Linked DNA regions of Sus scrofa: region 1 is linked to region 2. Evidence: chromatin contacts called from public promoter capture Hi-C data. All regions are on one chromosome and are shown on one strand. Each heading gives the region's core, a stretch centred on a gene start, on an enhancer-like site or on the middle of the called end of the contact. The rest is flanking DNA. Distances are from core to core; before and after follow the strand shown. Region 1 overlaps DPY19L1 (probable C-mannosyltransferase DPY19L1). Region 2 holds the start of DPY19L1 (probable C-mannosyltransferase DPY19L1).

Region 1 (2,774 bases), core at 163-2,662, 210 kb before region 2:
GCCTTGCTCAGTGGGTTAAAGGAGCCGGCATTGCTGTGAGCTGTGGTGTAGCTTGCAGACACAGCTCAGATTTGGTGTTGCTGTGGCTGTGGCATAGGCCAGTGGCTTACAGCTCCACTTTGACCCCCAGCCTAGGAGCCTCCATATGCTGCAAGTGTGGCCCTAAAAAGACCAAGAAAAAAAAAATAGAGTTGATAGACTCAACAATAAGGACTTCCTACAAATCTGTAATGCAAAGAAAAATACTTAATGGCAAAATAAACACAAACCTGTGGATAGGGACGACATAAAACGGAAATGTAATTCATCACTAAGCCTATTTTAAATAGTGTTGTCACAAACTGAATAAATGCAAATTAAAATAACAATGAACTACCATGTCTGCCCATCAAGAAAAGAATGTAGGTTTCAAGAAATTGGTAGTGCATCAGGCCATTTTTATTTAATAAAATCGGAAAAGTGTTCATCTCTTGGGTCATATTTTACTTTTTAATACTTCTAAATTTTTCAATACATATTACTTATGCAATTAAAAAGTAATTGTACATAAAAAATAAATAGTTGGGGTAAACCCCTGACTCCCAGGATGGCTTAATCATTGAAAACAATGTCCCAATACTGAGAACTGCCTGGGTCTGTTGCAACTTTCAGTAGCACAGGGGAGAGGGTGATTTTTCTCTGCTTTGGATGGGGGCCAGGGGACAGGGTTAATTCTGCGCAGATGGATCTTGAAGTCCCAGCAGGTGGCCCATAGAGGGAGGGATCCTGGGCAGAACAAAAGGTGAAAGGAGAGGGGTATAGTTCACTCTGAATTCTCAGTTTCCAGAATTCATACCTGACACTAAAAGTCTATCAGGTAATAGGGCTCAAGTCAGAGTTCACCTCGCTGGTTGTGGATAAAAGACAGAGTTTTTGATGAAACTTGCAAAGAGAGGGTTAGTAAAAAGAGCACAGTTTTCTAATGTCTTAGCTCCAGGAGTGCCAGGACAGGCCAGGAATGTACCTTCCAGGGAGGAGCCCAGCTTCCTCAGTTGCTCACCTTTCTCATTTATGGAGCCACAGAGCAAGTGTATCAGTGGGAGGAAGGGCGTGGCAGAAAAAAAGGACCATTTGAGCACTGAGCAGTAAGGTGTACAGGTCACTTGTTTAGAGCAGGAAGCAACTAGGAAAGCCAGCTGCCAGCTTGAGACTTGTGGGGGTGAGTTCAGGTGCAGCCCCATGTCTTGACCTCGGAAACCCCCTGGCCCCACTGGCTCATTATCCAGGCAACTCAGTGAGAATTCCCAGGGTTGCTCTGGGACTATTCTGTTTATCCATGACAGAATCTTAGGCTCTCTTTTGGACTATTCTGGTTTCCTTACGAGAGGAGCCATGACATTTATTGATTTTCAGTTTCACTGAGGCCGGACTACCCTCCACGCTTGAAGGGTAGTGTGCAGAACACATCACTACACTTGCACCTGAGGTCAACCACACACCTAGGGGGGCCGAGCTCTGCTAGATATCTCTTTGTGTATTTGTCATGGCAGACACATGCTTACTTATAATATAAGGCTGCTATCTAGTGAAAAGTAGCCACAAAACTACTTTTTTGTGCTTAGCACCAATACTAGGTGGCCATAAAGAGCAAGAGGTTAACAATTCTTGGGCAGAAAAGGGAAGTTCTGAATAAATGACAGAGAAGAGAAACATTAACTCATTTATCTGTTAAAGTTTGAATGATAACAAGTGCAACATTTAGAAAGAGATAAAGGTGACTTGTGAAACTTTTAACGAATGTCTGACTAACTAGAGATAAAATAAATTAATGATAAAATGGTGGTTAACTTAAGGTAGCTGTCTGTTCTTTGCAGGAAACTTGCACAGCAGAAGTACCATTAAGGCTTCGAATAGCGTATGTTGAAAAATGAAACTGGTTGGAAATTTAAAAAATATTTTCTCTTTGCAGGATTTGGATAATAGGGCTTTGTGAGGAGAAGCCTTCTAAATCACACCTCTGTACAAATGCGGATTCTATAGGAATAATTAACATCTTCCGTCACTCTTAATTAGTCTTACTGGGGTGATATAATGCAACATTACGTGGAGATTATTTTCATGAAAAGGTATACTATAATTGCTATTTAAATTACCTTAGTCCTACATGATGGAAGATAATACGACAAAATTATATATATGACTGGGTCACTTTGCTGTACATCAGAAATTGACAGAACATTGTAAATCAACTATACATTAAATTTTTTAAATAAATAAAATATACCTTTTTAATTTTAAATAAATATGTAAATAAATTACCTCAGTCCTGCATTATTGGAAGCCACAAATTTCTCAGCAATAATTTACTGCATTGTATGGAAAGAAATTGTGTGACATTCAAGAAAATGGAGTTTCACAATTGTTTTGAGATATTTCTCTTAGGAACATCGAAGACTACTTTGGTACTGCTATAGAATGAACTGGGAGCGAGAAGTCATGGAAGATGACATTAAGGGGCTGGGAGGTGGCAAAATGACCAGGAGGTTGAGTTTCAAGCCATGTATAGGAATTAGGGTTGGAAGGCTCACAAGCACAGGAGTGATGGAATCAGACTGGTTCCCAAACAGTTTCACTAGAAGATTCCCCTGGAAATAAGCAGACAGATTGGTGGAAAACAGATTGGTAAGAAATGAGACTGGAGAAGTCAAGGTGACAACTTAGGAGACTATTTTCATAGTCTTAAAAAGATGATAACAATCTCAAATCCAGTGATTCTCAACCCTGCCTAGATACTA
Region 2 (2,865 bases), core at 325-2,824:
CGCTACTCAAAAAAAAAAAAGAAGGGATGTACTGAAAATACTGAATTTCTGTAGGCTTGAATCTACAATAGAAGAAAAAAAAAGTGCCCTAATAGCAATATCAACCTTTGTGAGCCCATTAAAATGTTCGTGGGCACGCGTGCGAGAGCACAAATGCGCGCGCGCACTCACACGGTGATGACTGTGGTTTTTATCATTGAGTCGCTTCTAGTGATGGCTGTGATCTCAGGGGAAGACTATTTGCTCTGTCCTATTCCCTGGTCTACACTGAACTCCAAATCCTTTTGGGTCACTAAGGGAATGTGAAAGGGTAATAAGGGATAAATCACCAATAGTTAAATAATTAAGCAGCCAAAGCCCATTAACAACATTATATTGGAAAAGTAGTGTTACAGCATTTTACTTGCTGACTTAAGAAAAATCTGGCCTATTATCCAAACTGCTATAACTTGCCTTATCAGAATGTCAATCAGGAAACAAAGGAAACCTCAAAACGGTCCACAACATGTGAACAATTTAACTTTATTTCTTTCAGCTCATCGCTACGTATCATCCGTTTGGTCAAGGCCCGAAAGACGAGGGCAGCCCTCCAAACCAATCGTTCGCCAGGTCAGCAGTGTCCCAGCTCAGGCGCCCAAAACACAACACAACCGGGAAAGTGATGTGCGGAGGGGAATCACTAAGTGCCACCAGCTGTGGTTGCAGCCAAGAAGAAAAAAAGCACGCTAAAATTTAATTATAAGTTTAGCAACTTTCTAGGACAGGCAACCTGCTTTTGCTTTGGGCTCCAAGTAATCGCAAACCATCCTCCGGAGCAGGGGCCGAGATAACGGGAAGGCAGCCGGTCCGCGCCAATCAGCAGCGCCCAAGTCTCGTTAGCGCAGACCTGCCAGTTCGCGGCCAGACCGGGCAGCTGTTGATCTCGGGGCCATTTTTTTTAAAGCCGACACTGAGAGCGGGTAGGAAGGGAGCGAGGAAGGCTGAGCCAGGGCGGGGGAGGGGAGGAGAAGGTAAGGACGTCCCAGGAAAAGTCGGAGAGGGCTGCAAACTGACGGAAACCGGCCGGCGGGGCTCGGCGGCACAGAAGCCGGAGGAGAGAGGAGCGGAGGGGGAGAGGGGGACCCGTGCCTCAAAGTTCCGCGTCCCGGCGGCGCCCGCGCGCTGGGCTGCTCACCTAACAGGAGCGTGGTCCAGGTCCGGCCGCGCCCCGAGCGCCGCAGGCCCAGCGCCCCGCTTAGTCGAGCCGCCAAGCGCCCCCCGAGGCCGCCCCCGGCCGCCGGCGCGGCGGGCTCCGCGCGGAGCCCCTTCCTGCCCGCGGCGCCCTTGCGCCGAGGGGACGGGGGCGCGCGCTCGGGCCCGGGTTCCCCGGCGCCGACATCTGGCGTCCCCCTTAGCGGCGACTGAGAGGCGCGGGGCGGCTGGGGCGGCTTGGGGGCCGCTTCCCGGTGCTTGTTCCGCGCCTGCAGGACCATCTTGGCATAGTCGCGCCCGCTCGCTGCGCGCGCCCGGACGGCGGCCGGGGAACGGCGGGCTGGCGGGGCGGCCCCGGCGCCGCTCACTCTCCGGCGGGCGGGCGGAGGGCGGTCCGGTCCCTCCCCGCCGGCGGGGAGGCGGGGAGAACTGCAAGGCCGGGCGGCGGCTGCCTGCCTGGCGGTGCTGCCGGGAGGCGGCGCCGGACTCGCGCGCCCGCCGCCGTTGCCGCCGTTCCGGTTGTCACGGCGACCGTGGAACGCCAGGGGGCGGGGGCGGGGACACCCCGCGAGCGGCCGCAGCCGCGGCCCCGCCCCTGCTGCCCCTCCGCGCCGGACGCGCGCTCCCGGCCGGCAAGCGCGCACGCGCCGACTTCCGGCGGGGGCGGGGGCCGACCCCGGGCCGCCCAGCGACCCCGGCCAGGTTTGGAACCCGCGCAGGAATCTGCAGGTTTGAGGACGCGGACTGCCCAGCGGGAGTGGCGGTCCCACCCTTTGGGAGCGACGGGGAAAGAAGAAGGGCCCTCTCTGGGCGGGCGCAGCTGGTCGAAGTTTTGGACCCGATTAAGGCTGCAAGTGGAGCTCGGTGAAGCCCGCGTGGCCCAAGCAACTCGTTGCGGAGGCGGCTAGACCCGGGAGGAGGCGCTAGAGAAGGACCACTTGGGGGCGCTGTGTGTGCGCTCTGGAGTTCTCGGTGGCCCTGCTGCTAAAAGGCTAGCTGCCCAAAGTCCAGCCAAAGGGTCACGTTACTCCACCCTGTGTGGCCTCGTAATTTAGAACGCTGCCTAGTGCAGCTTCCGCTTTCACAAACCCGACGAGCGGGGCAACCCGATTTAAAATGGCAGTAGAGTATCAGGGTGAGCTGATAAAGGTCGGGACAGAAGTGTGTGCCTGACATTAAAACCAAAAACCAGGGGTAGCAGCCTAGACTGAGGGTAATAAAATTGAATGGACTGAGAAGGAAAGATTAGCAATGAGAATGTCCTGTTAGTTTCAAATGCTATATAACCTTATGGCTTGAAAGAGAGTAGAACTTTATTTGATGTTAAATACAAGCCTTTAGTTGAAAACGTATTTTCTTTCATGCAGCAGCAGAAGGCATGACTGAAGGAAGCCTAGGAAGATTGGGAAAACCAGGCAACTTTCATTTACCTTCCACCCCCGCCCCCACATCCCTGCATTTTTTGCACAAAACCCTGCAGCCTCGTGGATCACCGAAATGTTCCTTACCTTTAAATCCAATGAGCTTGTTCCAAAAAGTTGTCCTTAGTTCCCAATTTTGTATATCAAGCCACATGATTCTGATTATCTCCACTGTAATCCTAGAGGCTTCACGTGGCTATGGGTCCTCTCCCTTGTTTCTCTGCCCAGTGATTTAAGTAACTTAATACCGGCA

Evidence for each region. Promoter capture Hi-C pulls out the DNA fragments that hold promoters and counts their contacts.
Region 1: a promoter capture Hi-C map of liver shows a contact between it and region 2, with 6 times the contacts expected there. The contact joins the enhancer-like site here to the promoter of DPY19L1 in region 2. A contact is called at or near these places in 1 of 5 promoter capture datasets (liver), 5 of 47 Hi-C or Micro-C datasets (embryonic fibroblasts, heart right ventricle, liver and 1 more) and 2 of 2 datasets of contacts at active chromatin or transcription factors (alveolar macrophages and skeletal muscle).

The regions. Positions count from the first base shown.
Region 1 is chr18:39,008,624-39,011,397 of Sscrofa11.1, reverse strand. All of the region lies in intron 29 of DPY19L1 (probable C-mannosyltransferase DPY19L1), which reads right to left. All of the region lies in intron 6 of NPSR1 (neuropeptide S receptor), which reads left to right. Among named protein-coding and RNA genes, the nearest start is that of NPSR1, 200 kb to the left of the region's middle. Within about 2 kb of position 1,412, at least 2 of the 83 cell types and tissues checked have an H3K27ac peak or open chromatin away from gene starts, as enhancers often do. A contact at or near this core is called in liver, where this site is marked.
Region 2 is chr18:38,800,052-38,802,916 of Sscrofa11.1, reverse strand. DPY19L1 (probable C-mannosyltransferase DPY19L1) reads right to left here and starts at 1,574. Exons shown (of 47, transcript XM_021079309.1): 1 at 1,175-1,574. The coding sequence starts at 1,472.